2 separate regions of the Gossypium hirsutum genome follow, and region 1 is linked to region 2. A link is a contact called in public Hi-C data. All regions are on one chromosome and are shown on one strand. Each heading gives the region's core, a stretch centred on a gene start, on an enhancer-like site or on the middle of the called end of the contact. The rest is flanking DNA. Distances are from core to core; before and after follow the strand shown.

Region 1 (6,825 bases), core at 2,690-5,189, 710 kb after region 2:
AAGATTCTAATTTCCGGAATTGCAGCTAGGAAGTTTCATGCCGTGGATGTTATATATTCTGATGGTAGAAAATCAAAGCTGCTGATTGTTTTTAATGCTAGCAAGTTGGCTGTCCCTGAAGCATCTTTAGTCTGGCTATCATTTAGAGCAAACTCTCAGGTATAGTTTCCTTTTTCTATGTTTGTTTTGGATTAAATTTATGTATTTCTTAATGATGTTATAAATCTTCCATTTTTATCATGATAAGAGAATGTTGAATAGATAGTGCATTGCTTTAAAATTGTGATAAGAGGCATATCAGCGACACCATGGCAATGGAGAGGTTAGCACTAAATTGCAATCATGAAAACAGCAAAAACATGAGAAACAAAATATATTGTTGGTTGCTAACTTTCCTTTTCTCTTATTTTTGGTTATTGTTGTTGATGATGCATTTTAACTCCTTTTCCTGACTTGTCAGGCTATGGTCGATTCTTAGGGCAAGCCTTTTTATGACGCCTTTAGTGAGTCCAAGAGCGTGTAGCTATATGAGGTTCTATATTTTTGCTATTTAACTTTTCATTCCTTTTTGGCATGTGTGGTGAATCAACTATTCTCAATTTTCTGTTGCTAGAAAGAACTTATAGTTACATGCATCTCTAGTCAATAATAATAACAAACAAATAAAACAGCGAACAAGAATAGAAGATAACCATGCTACTATGATAAATCATATTACTTGGGACACAAATATGTCTGAACCATTTTTAGAGGTTGATGTGAAGTTGAATCTATGTCTTGAGGTTGTTATCTTATTGGCTTCAAAGATCATGATAGTTACTTGAACATTTAACTTCAATTTTGCCCCGTGACAAAACATTGTTCTTTTGGGTTGTCCAAAATATCCATCTGTATATGTTTTTGCCTTCCAAAATAATATGAATTTGTTAAGTTTTGCAATTCCTTTTAGGTTTATTGAATTTCAAATTTTTCAGGCTCCTGGTGCGTTACCTAAATTTGAGAGCCCCTTTGACTAGACAGTTCTGGCTCATATGGTTCGATTTATATTTTACTTCTGTAGAATCTTAATTCTAGTCATATTTTTTAAAATGTCAGCATGATAATGTGATAGTATTTTTGTTCTAGTATGTTAACGTGTTTAATTATCTCATCTTTCTAGCTGTTTAAGAAATGGTTTTTTTATTTTACTTTGATAACATTATGGATGAGGTTGATTTTTGTAAACAGATTTACACGCGACCTTTTATTTTACTGCCAACTTTAGCCGTTGAGGGTTCGTGAAATATGTAAGTATATCTTGTTTAATTGCAGCATGCAAATGCTAGGGTTATGTTTATGTATCCTATCTTATCCATTTGCACATTTATCTTTTGGGGCTTGCAAGATTTAAGGAGCCTCTCTAACTATACTATTATTTCATTACTTTAGTATATTCATTTAATATATATTGAAGGATAATTAGTATGGTTGATTAAATCGCATTACATAGTGTCTGACACAAACTTAATCCTCTACCTCAAATACTGTTATTAGTACGGGAGGGGGGATTTTCATTTTCACTCTCTAATTTTTCCATGCATATATTATAAAATAGATTTGTTATTAATACAGAATGATATAATCTCTACTGGATAGACTTGTTCCTTTGCTTTTTCAGTAACTAGTGCAAGATTACAGCAACTGGGTTCAACTCCAAAAGCAGTTGATAAATTAGCTTCTTTGTTCATATCAGCTAGTAAGCCTTTCACCCATTAATTGTTTTATTTTCCCTAATTTGTGTTTCTTTGTCTCAGTTAAGTCCATGATGATAAACCATATTCTTTTTAATCTAAATCAATGGCAACCAGTTTTAATCTGAGAAAAAAGTAGGGAGGGGAGGGGGGAATAGCATATTCAGACATATTGGCTGGGGCTGGCTATTTAACAAATTAACGATCATATTCCCCAAATGTAGCTGTATTTTGTTCTGTCAGATTAAAGTGATGTAATGAAGGATGTTAACCTGCCGCTGCTAGCAATAGTATTCGTTTTAATTACCTTAAATAATATTTTCTTTTCTTGGATGTTCTAACCTTGCCTTTGTGTTAAGTTACTAATAACAGGTAAACTAGCAAAGGCAAGGTCGAGTAACTCAATAAATTTGATATTTCAGCAGAGAATGCATTGTTGAGATTCAGCAGAGAAGGCATTGTTGAGATTCGCAATAAATTTTGACATCTTTGGTTAGAATGAGTTGGAATCTTTATCGCAATATGGGTTAAGTTTTGACATTATTTTATTATGATTTTGGATTGTCCCCAATTGGTCTCTTTGGAAATAGAGGAGATATTGCAACTTGACAAGATTCCGAGTGTTGAATATATAGAAATCAAATGTTTGTGCCTTTTCTTTTCGATGCTTCAGTGATCCTAATACCAATGGATAAGTAGAAAAATAAAAATTTCAAGACTATTTATATAATTTTGTTATGTTGGTACCAAATTTCAGACTATTTATACAAATGTTTCAGCAATACTAATACCAATGGTGGACAAGTAGAAAAGTAAAAAGATAACACTTTTTCTTTTCAGTGCTTTGTGCTTCTTTTTAATAAAAATTTCATGTTTAATACAATTTATCAATTTTAGATAATAACACAGATAAAAAAATTATATAAAAAGTTATGTAAATAACAAATGAAACTTTAGTTGAAACCATAAATTTGGGATTAATTTATAGGAAAATAATGACACCAGTTATTATAGTCCAAATGAAACTTTAGATGATACAATAAAATTGAGATTAATTTATAGGAAGATTAATTTATAGAACATAATTAAATTATTTGTTTCGCTAATGATATTCTAACACATTAAATATGCATTGTAATTTAAAAATAATAAAATAGTTATATATTATTTTTTAATATTATATATTATGATTTTTATTCATTCATATTTTAATAATAATTATATTAAGAATGTTATTAAATTTATATTATTATCTTTATTAAATTATATTTAATAATAATTATATTAAAATATGATTAAATTATTTATTATTTATTATTAAATTATATTTAATAATAATTCTATTATAAATTAATAACAATAATCATTTACTTAAAAAAATTCTGCTAAGGTTATTCTAGTCATTTTAGTTTTTTTCCTTATACTATTACAATATCATTCCATTCAACCAAACACAAGAATACTATTACAGTTCTATTCCATTCCATTCAATCAAATAGTTGAATTACTGATTACAACTCTATTCAATTACAGCTCTATTCAATTACAACCCTATTTCATTACAGTGAACCAAACTTACCCTTAAAAATAAAAGATAAATAGTCTAAGCAAAGACGGATCTCTAGGGGCTTTGGCATTCCCAAAATTTTGAAAAAGGTTTAATTTCTTTTTTGACTTTTTTTTTTAAAAATTAATTAGATGTCTCCAAAATTTTAGAAATTTTCTTTTCTCTTGCAACTAAAAAAAATTAATTAAACTCCTCAAATTTTTAAAAATTCTAGTTACATTTTTTAATTTTATTTTGAGTTTTTTAATAAATTTTATTAAAAAATTTAAAAATTTTCATTATTCTCATAAAATTTGATTTAAACTCTAATTTTTTTAAAAAATCTTCATTAAAATTTTAAAATTTTAAAATATTTTACTAAGCTCCCAAAATTTAATCCCAAATCCATCATTTGCATCTAAATTCTAAGTTACAAATACACTTAAAACATATTTTCTCCATGTACGGAATGGATAATTAGGATAAAATGTTGATGGACAAGTACAGAATATGAATACGATAAAAGCAGTGAATTTTACTACATCAATTTAGTTTAGTACTGAAGATGTGTATCCGGGCAAGGGCAAACAGAAGACCGCCACGTCACCAGTAACCGAAAATTTCGTCCTTCAACTATTCCCATGTACGCGCTATTATCACATTATTATTAATTAAATAAAAACAGCAGAAAGAAAAAAAATTGAAAATTTGTGAAATTATCCAGATAATATTTTTATTTTATTTATAAATAAACCCTCACTTGGTTTAGCCTTGACGATTCCGCTTTATTTTCTTTCAGATCTGGAGTTGATGCTCTAAACGACGAAGAAAGACAACCGAACTTTTTTTTTTCTGGCATTCTCAACGACAAATACTAGTTTCTTGTTTTTCTGTCTCTGTCTGCTTCTTCACAAAATGTGGTGAAGCTGAGCACCGGTAAAATCCTTTCAACTTCCTCACCTTTTTTAATGTTGTTAAGTGTCTAATTTTGGAATATCGAAATATTTTTTCTTTTCTTTTTTGGTTTTTGATTGTTGGATATTTTTCTTAATTTTTTTTAACGCTGGACTGCTCCACGAAGCTAACATTATTTTGTTGTTATTTTGAATATTTGCAAGTACTGCTAGTTCGTTTTTCTTTTCCGAGTTATTGGCTGAATTAATTCATTGGATTCTTCGTCTTGGAATTGTCTGAACTGAAAAAAAAAGGGGAAAAAGTAAGAGAAAAGAAACTTTTTACAATGCAGTTTGTGGAACTATATATAATTATGGTCCTAATCGAACTTCCATTTGCAGAAACTCTAAGTGAATTGATTCATCCATGGCGAAATTGCGGCAACATTATTCTTCTCAAGATTCATCCGTATCTCCTAGGGCTGGGAGATCGAGGGAATGGGAGGGTCCATCAAGGTGGACTGACTATTTGGGTCTTGACACGACTTCTCCTTTCTCATCTAGAAGCTCTAGGTACATGAATTCTGATGGTCAGGTCCACAGTTTGGGTGTGGGATCGCACAAGGGCTTGAACATGCAGTGGGTAGCGCAACTGGTTGAAGTTGCGGATGGCCTTATGGCCAAAATGTATAGATTGAACCAAATCCTGGACTACCCAGACCCTATAGGCCATGCATTTTCGGAAGCATTTTGGAAAGCGAGTGTTTTTCCTAACCATCCAAGGATTTGTATCTTGCTCTCAAAAAAGTTCCCTGAGCACTTCAGCAAACTGCAACTCGAGCGTGTAAGATCTGCATTTTTTCATGTTGCTGTAGGCCTTCTTCGACTCGTGAGTATCTGATTGTTCTATTGTCTTTGATAAAAATCGGTGCAGGTTGATAAGGCTGCTCTGGATTCTTTGAGTGGTAATGCAGAAGTTCATTTGCAGAGTTTGGAACCATGGGTTCAGGTGAGGTTAATTGCGCTGCAAAAGTATAAATTATCAAAAGGGGATTTAAGGCCTATCAAAATTTCATTTGCTTCCTAGTTTAAGGCTTTAAATTCTAGGATTTAGTGTCTTTGATGTGTGCTGTACGCATCACAGCATGATTTAAGTTACATAATTCCTTGCAGGCATCTTAGCAGCTATATAGGTTGGATAACATTCTATTTCTTGGTTTTCAAATATACTTTTAGGTTTCTTTCTTATGTATATTTAGTTTATAAAAATTGTCCTTTTTCTTTATCTTTGTAATAGTGATTGATTGTTTTCCATGGATTAGCTACTTCTTGATTTGATGGCATTTCGAGAACAAGCTTTGAGACTCATATTGGACCTTAGCAGTACCGTTATCACCTTATTGGTAAGTGTGAACTCTCTCTTCTATGATGCAAGTTTTATGTTGCTTTTTAGAAACACCAACTTGATCCACCTGCATTTTGGTGTTTGACTATTTGGGAGGTACAAAAGAAAGTGATGTGATGCACAAAATGTACCTAAACCAAATAGGTCCTTTTGATAGATTTTTTGTTATATCCTTCTTGATCTGCTTGAAAGAATATTGAAATTTTTGTTGTCTAGGTGATGTTGAATAACATGGTGACTAGTTTTCTGCAGTATACATGTTAACTTGTTACAGTCTTTTTGCAGCCTCATCAAAATTCCCTTATACTACATGCGTTTATGGATCTCTTCTGTTCTTTCGTTCGTGTCAACCTTTTTTCTGAGAAGGTAATTCTGCCTTGATTATATTTCCCTGTGTGCATGCATTAGTATGCATGAATTTTCATGTAAGACAGAATTGCTGTTACTTGAGAACTTATATCTGTTTTCTTAAACAATTATTAGTGCGGAAAAAGGTGTTGTCGGTTTGCTTATGTATTTGATGCTTTAATAACAGTTACCGAGGAAAATGATGCTGCAAGTTTATAATCTTTTGCATGCTATGTCAAGAAACGACCGAGATTGTGATTTTTATCATCGGTATGAAGTGACTACCTTTTAATCTTGTAGCTTGCTTCTAAGTATGTTGCAATACACTTTATTCAATTTCTGGCCAGTATATATTTAAATGCTTGTGGGATTTACCTTTGTTTGAGTAAACTTAAAGGGTGTTACTTTTTTCTAGTTTTGATTTTAAAATATATAGTTGTTTTAATCTATTTTTCTGTTGTGATTAGAAGGCTGGAGGTAGAACAAAATTCTGTATAGATGTCGCAAGTGTAAAAACTTACTGAGTTATTATAAAGCCTTAATTTTGGTTAGCTAATCAGTTTGTTTAGCACATAATATTTAATGTGAAGGAAAAATCATTCTCGTTAGGATAAGCCAAATGTCCTCCCCTCTTTTATGCTAAGAAGTCGTACTTATGATATGGTTGACAATGCTTTGACTTGAATCTTCTTTAAAGGCAAATTGTGTTGTGATTCTTATTCCTTTATATTTGCAAATTGCAAGTAATGTTGGTACTGAATTTCAGGTTGATTCAATTCATTGACTCTTATGATCCTCCATTGAAAGGATTACAAGAAGACCTCAATTTTGTCAGCCCACGCATTGGAGAGGTCATTTACATGCTTTATCTGATTAACATGTTTTTTATAATGGTCGTCGTTT
Region 2 (7,361 bases), core at 2,523-5,022:
GTATTTAATTTCATGTTAGTCTTATAACTAAGTACTAGAACTACCAAATCCTTTTAAGCAAAGCATAAATATGAACATCCAACTTACCAAATCATTTATAAGGATCACTTAAGTATATTATCCATCATACCATCTCCAAACATCAATCAAGACACATCACATATCATGGTTTCGATCTCGCCCTAGATTTTTTTTGACCTGAATCCTTAGATTGTTGCCTTCCTCTGGCAACCAAATCGAGGCTTGCCCATCTAACTTGTTTTTCGAACCTAACTTGTTGTCAAGTTTATCGTTACTCAATAAGTTCCCCTTCACATCCTCAAATGAGAGTCTTTCTCTATCATAAATTAGGGTTTCCCTGAAAGTTTTATATAAAGAGACAAAGAACACAACAACAACATAGCCTAATCTTCATCGTCAATGTTGGCCTCAACATTCCTTTGGTAATTAAGGAAAGTAAAAAATTCACTGATGTAAGCCTTAATAGACTCACCTTGAGCTATACGGAACGTGTATAATCATTGTTTGAATACCAAGCAATTTGTGAGAGACTTTATCATGTAAAGGGCTTCTAATTTCTTCCATAAGGCTACTGCAATTTTTTTTTGTAAGCACCTCCTGCAACACATTGTTAATGAAACACAATTGAATTGTTGACAGAGTCTTCTCATGAAGCTCCTCCCATTTTGTTTGATTCACATCTGCAGGTTTTTACCATGTAATAACCTTTTTCAGATCATTCTGAACTAGAATTTCGTAATTCGAACTTGCCAGAAATTAAAATTTGGGACCCTATCAAACTTCTCGATATTACCTCATTGTCATCTCTGAATAGGTTGAATGCGAAAACCAAATTTGACTCTGATACCAATTTGTTAGGATAAACCCAAATTATGTGACGAACAAGAACGAATAGAGAAAAATTAGATACAAATATTTACGTGAAAAAACCTCCAAAGAGGATAAAAAAACCATGGGCAAAAGAAACTTTACTAGAATGGAAAAAATTGAAGAGGAGTACAAGATGGAGAAATAATAAACAAGCTCAAACCCAAAATACAAAGTTCTCCCGAAATTCTCACAAAGCTCTCTTAATTGTGTTGTTGAATCGAACTCTGTAGGGTTGCTAAAAGTCCTATTTATATGTTAAAATTCGTGTGAATATATGACTAAAATATCCCTAGAATAATCAGAGTTAGACTAGGAAAAGATAGTAAAGTTTAACTAGGAGAAGAAACCCAATTTAGTAGGGAACAAGTCGCCACGTCGTGACGTGGCATATTTCCTTGTCGGAATGTCATTCTTTCCATCGTCAAGACGTGACGATTCTTCTCGTCGGGACGTTGTTGTCGTGTCATCAGGATGTCAACTATTCTTTGTCATGATGTCAACTCTGTTTCCTCCAAAATACGACGCATGTTCCATATAAATTATTTTTTAAAATAACTTCAGAATTTTTTAGGATTTAAATAATATAAATTTTTTGTTATAACTTTATAAAATACACAAATTATATTATAATTTTTTTTGGCTATAACCATCCCAAACACTTATATGTGTTCATACTTATAATATAATTTTTATAAATTTTATAGAAATAGATTTTTAAAATTAGATTTGGGTATTATTATATGTGTAATTACTCCAATTTTAATCATCCCCTAAGAATTGAAAAGTGTAATTAGGTACTCCAATTACACCTAATTCGATGGAACCCATCAATTACAATGGTTATCCAAACATGTCACATTTGTGTAATTATAAGTAATTACATCCAAATCCAATTACTAGGTAGCTTTCTAAATAATACCTAATAATTTTTATTTTATTTACTTCAAAAATTCTAACTCGTATATTCTCAAATTAACACTATTATGAGTGGGTTTTAGAAATTTATGAAAAATACTTTTACAAATTAGTTAAATATTTTTAAAAATATTTTATAATTACAAATTATTAATTATTTTTTAGAAATTCATTAAATTAAAAAAAACTAATGTTATAAGAGTATTATAAATTTAATATATACAATCGATTCATGCATCGCAAATAAATACAAATAAATAGATTTATAAAAAGGTTTAAATACGCTAAAGGTCTTTATACTCTTTTGAAATTTAAAATTTAGTCCTTACAATTTCAAGACATGGAGTCCTTATACTTTTCTGATTTTAAAATCTTGATCCCGCCGTTCAATTTTGCTGTTAAAGCTAACAATGTCAAAGACAAAATAACTTTTTTAGCTCTCAACATTTACAATTTTTTTAGTCAATTTGGTTCTTACCCTTTAAAAGTACATAATTTTTTTTAAAAAATATTTTATTTTTCATATTTTACAAAAACATAACAATTAAAAAATTATATTTTAAAAAAAATAAAAAATAAATATAATCTTTTAAAAAATAAAAAAATATAATTTTTAAAAAAATTAAAAATTAAGAAAAAATAAAAATTCTTAAAAATTCAAAAAATAAAAATCATTTTAAAAATATAAACAAAAATTTAAAAATTCAATGTTATCTAAATTGGAGTGGGAACAGTTGGGGTATTGGTCCATTGAGAAATAAAAATTTGGTTCAGCTGTGAATTGCTACGAATTGGTTCAACTGTGTTAAAAAATCGATTTGATCGATTCAAAGCAAATAAATTATTAAAAATAAAATAAAAAAAATCAAAAATTATAAAAATTGGTTCAATTGATAGTTCAACTAATTTTTTTAGCCTCGTTCACCCAGTCCATACTAATTTACGGGTCAACCAGTATTTTTAACATTTTAAAACTTTTTTAGCTTCAACATTTACAGTTTTTTGTCAATTTGTTTCATACCCTTTAAAAATATGTAAATTTTTTTTAAAAAAATTTAAATATGTATTTCTTATTTTAACAAAAAAAATTAAATATAGTATAAAAAGAAAATATGAAAAAGAACTCTTTAAAATTCAAAACTAAAAATATTTGTAAAATTTAAAAAAATCTCAAAATTCAATGTTATCTAAACTAAACTGGATCGATTGGATTAAGAACCAGTTGAGGTATCGGTCCATGGTAAAAAAATTGGTTGATCTGTGAACCAATATGAATTGGTTGAATTGAGCTAAAGAATCAGTTGAACTGAAAGTTGAACAAATTTTTATATATTTTTAATATTTTTATTTTTGATGTTTTAATAATTTATTTTCTTTGAATCATTCAGGCCAGTTGTTTTGGGAACTAATTGGTCAAACTCGTTCAAAATTGGTTCAACTATTGGCTCAACTAGTCCGTATTGGTTCGTGGGTCAACCGATTTTTTAACTTATTTGGATCGATATCCCAACCGGTTCCCGATCCAATTGGCCGGTCTAATTTGGTTTAGATAACATTAAATTTTGGAATGTTTGTTTATATTTTTAAAGTCATTTTTATATTTTGAATTTTAAATATTTTAATTTTTTTCATATTTTTTAATTTTTTTAGAAACTATATTTTTTAATTTTTATATTTTTTTTATCTAAAATATGAAAATAAATTAATTTTTAAAATTTTAATGTACTTTTAAAGGATAATGATCAAATTGATAAAAAAATTCTAAATGTTAAGGGCTAAAAGAGTTATTTTACCTTTAGCACCATTAACTTTAATGGTGAAGTTAGGGAGAAGACCAAGACTTTTAGATAAAAAATACAAGGTCTCAATGTCTCAAAATTAAAATGTAGAGACAAAATTTTAAATTTTAATAGGGTACAGGGGGCATTAGCATATTTAAGCCTTTATAAAAATATGACAATTAAATCTACGAATATGGTTTTGATATAATTGGGCTGAGGTTTTGGATCTTAAAAGGCCGAGTTCAAATAAAAATAAAAATCACGACATTTTTTTTGATAATTTAGTTATCATTATTCTTTTTTTTTTTAAAAATTGTTTTACACAGACAAAAGAAGCAGGCAGCATTTTCATTGTCACTGGGAAAAAAAGAAGAAAATAAAAGGAGAACAGAGAGTTCGTTTTCTTTGTCGTTCAGATCCAAATCTCTGCCTGCTTTACTCTTCTTAGATCTCCGAATTCCAACTTTTGGATCTTCAACTGCAGATCTTAGATTTGAAAAGAAATTCGGTTTAATTCCGTGCAGCCGTAGTTCGTTGATTGATTTATTTGAAGCGTTTAATTGATTGGATCTGATTCGAGCTCTCTACGAAACTTTCAACCCTGGACCCAATCATGAATCCTTTCTCGTCCGGTACTCGTCTACGGTGAGCATCAATTCCTTCCGTTGCAATTTATTCTTTTTGTCCTCCCTTTTCCTTTTAATTTGAAGGTCAGATCAAGAACACGATGGTTTTTATTTGAATGTATTGGTTTTTCGATTAAAAGAGCTGGGCTTCTGTGCAATTTGTTTTGATTCCTTGATTGAAATTTATGGTGTTCGGTTGTAGTTAGTGCTACTTAAAAGATGATTGCGTCTGAACTTAGAGCCGAATGGAGTTTGTTAGGAATTTCGGTTTCATAATTCCATTTTTCAAGCTAGCTTGGCTTTGAATTAGTTGCAGTTATGGGTGAAAATGTAGAAATATTTGAAGTTATAGCATATTCATATAGTAATGGGTTTGACAATAGCTTGATCTATTGTTTTCATGAATATTGGTAATATCGAATGATGCGCCAAATACCATTGGTGCTTAAGGTACAAATTTCTAGAGAGGAAACGAAAACATCCACCAGTTTACTATCCATACTTCCTCAACTTCTTGCACCATAGATATGTAAGTTATACAGCATTTTGGGATATTTATATGATCTTGAACCTTTAAACATCAGTAATTAGTGGCAATTTAGATATAAAATATAGTCAATGTAGTCATGTACGTAAGTATCCTCCAATATGGTTACCAAAGGTACAATAAGAATATCCTGGTTGTACAGTTGTACTTGTAATTCTGGTGGTTATATGTTCAAACTGATTTGTAGCACTTATCACACTTTTAGGAAACTATCGCAAAGTTGAATTCTCTTTTTACTTTTCCTTGTGTAGGCTGCTAGGTGATTGTATCTGTTGCAATGTAACTGAATAGTTGTATCTTTCTCTATATAAATTTAGTATGATTAAACAAATTTGCAAATGATAACCTCCGTTCCCTGTTAGGGAATTCTAAGTCGGTTCTTTGCATTAGTTTACTGAATTTCATCCATATTTTATGGATATAAAGATCTCAACCTCCTTGTCTTTATTCATCAAATGATTTATATCCTGATATTCTTCCCATGCGTAGTTCAGTAGTGCGTTCCAGAAATTGTTGACAAGAACATTTTGGTATAAATTGCAAAATGGGATCTCTTAGTTATATGTAATTTTTTTGGGGAAAAGAAAAGAGGATCATGGATTTCTTGCTGGTTTTTAAGAACACTTTTGTTCTCCCTAAACAATTCAGGGACTAAGCTCCCCCCCCCCAAAACACCTTTTGCCCTGTTTGAAATAATCAAATTATTGACCACATATTTTGTATATTTTCTTCTCCAAGTTATATCAATGGATCTGAACGATTGACTTGACTTTAGTTTATATGCATATCAGTTGAAACTGTTGTACTTACTGCTCCAATGCAGGGACATGATACGGGCTATACGTTCTTGCAAAACTGCAGCAGAAGAACGTGCTGTTGTAAGGAAAGAGTGTGCTGCTATTCGTGCTGCTATTAGTGAAAATGATCAAGACTATAGGCACCGTAACCTGGCGAAGCTCATGTTCATTCACATGCTTGGATATCCAACTCATTTTGGCCAAATGGAGTGCCTGAAGTTGATTGCGTCTTCTGGATTTCCAGAGAAGAGGATTGGATATCTTGGTCTTATGTTGCTTCTTGATGAAAGACAAGAGGTTCTGATGTTGGTAACAAATTCATTAAAGCAGTATCCTACATGTAGACTTTCTCAAGCTTTATTTGTTCCCATTTCCTTTTCCCTTTTACCATTTCTTTTCTCTATGAATAACATTGTCCCTGATAGGCTGGTGTTACCAAGGGTAAAAATAAGAAAATGGAGAGATATGGTTTAGTTTTTCAGAAACCTTAACTTATATGCAGAGATCTCAATCATTCAAACCAGTATATTATAGGACTTGCTCTCTGTGCTTTGGGAAATATTTGTTCGGCTGAAATGGCCCGTGACCTTGCACCAGAAGTAGAAAGATTGCTGCAGTTTCGAGATCCAAATATCCGGAAGAAAGTAAGTGTGTTCTATTCTTTATTCAAGGGCCTGTTGGCCACTGATTTTTGTTTCAATGAGATTTAAAATAAAGGAGGAAAAGGGAGGCTGATTTCAGGATTTGTGAATTTAACAAGCTTAAAAATTGCTAATTATCCCTCTTAAAGGTACTTTCTTCCTCGTCCTTTCTTCTACGGGAGTTGGAAAGTTTTGATTTTTTTGTTGAGCTCTTCAAGTATCATGGTTTTGTTATTTATTTGTTTCCAATAATACCTTTGTAATCTTGTCAATGCAAAGGTTAAAAACATCCATGTGAATCCATGGTCCACATGCCACACGACTAAGACCTCAAAATGTATGTTTTAATTATGCAACCTTCATATGCCTGCTACTTCCATGAAATCCGGATCTTTCTCTGCCCATTTATCTTAAGCAGGAGAATTTGCTGCACATACTCATTCAAGGGAATGGCATCTGTTGACTGTTTCCAGCCATTCTCTGAAGGCATTTTGATGTACTAAATTGGTTCATAAACAACTACTTGTTATCCTGTTGGAGGATTAATTTGATCATACTGACTTTCTTTTCTTCTTTTCTTTCTGGCCATGCCAACTTGCATTTGTTCATGAATTCTCATCATGTGCATTATCTGATAATTTTTAGGTTGTCTTTTCTTGAGCGATCTGACTTCAATCTTTGACTCCTCTTGACTCTATCTGTTTTTTGTAGGCAGCATTGTGCTCCATACGGATCATAAAAAAAGTTCCAGACCTTGCTGAAAACTTTATAAATCCTGCTGCTTCACTCCTTAGAGAAAAGCATCATGGAGTCCTAATAACAGGAATTCAACTTTGTACCGATCTATGTAAAGTCAGTTCGGAAGCCCTTGAATATTTTAGAGAGGTAATTTGGTTATGGATTTATAAGAATATAGCTATAGCATCAGAAAGACAAACACTTCATTGAGCATATAAAAACATTTTCTAACCCTGCGAAAGAAAAAGCCATAATTAAGAAATTTTTGTAAATATTACTTCTTTCTTTTGCTTGTTTGGACCGTCTCTACTCTACCAGCAATCCTTTGTTCTGGTTTTGGCTGGAGAGTACTTACCATCGAAAGCATTGAAGAAAGGGATCAGGTTTACTAGTGTTATGTCCTAAACTGTTGGCTATCCTTTGGT

What was found. A called contact is a pair of places that touch in the nucleus more often than the background predicts.
Region 1: a Hi-C map of petal shows a contact between it and region 2, with 4 times the contacts expected there. The contact joins the promoter of LOC107951943 here to the promoter of LOC107901981 in region 2. A contact is called at or near these places in 5 of 34 Hi-C or Micro-C datasets (callus, leaf and petal).

What each region holds. Positions count from the first base shown.
Region 1 is chrA01:64,835,926-64,842,750 of Gossypium_hirsutum_v2.1, forward strand. It overlaps LOC107951943 (protein NAP1), which reads left to right and starts at 3,940. Exons shown (of 25, transcript XM_041100133.1): 1 at 3,940-4,212; 2 at 4,395-4,492; 3 at 4,572-5,013; 4 at 5,104-5,178; 5 at 5,492-5,572; 6 at 5,860-5,940; 7 at 6,110-6,192; 8 at 6,689-6,773. The coding sequence starts at 4,597. LOC107952636 (a long non-coding RNA gene) reads left to right here. Exons shown (of 3, transcript XR_005917563.1): 3 at 30-157.
Region 2 is chrA01:64,127,779-64,135,139 of Gossypium_hirsutum_v2.1, forward strand. LOC107901981 (AP-1 complex subunit gamma-2) reads left to right here and starts at 3,773. Exons shown (of 18, transcript XM_016828175.2): 1 at 3,773-4,232; 2 at 5,584-5,886; 3 at 6,060-6,201; 4 at 6,910-7,083. The coding sequence starts at 4,201.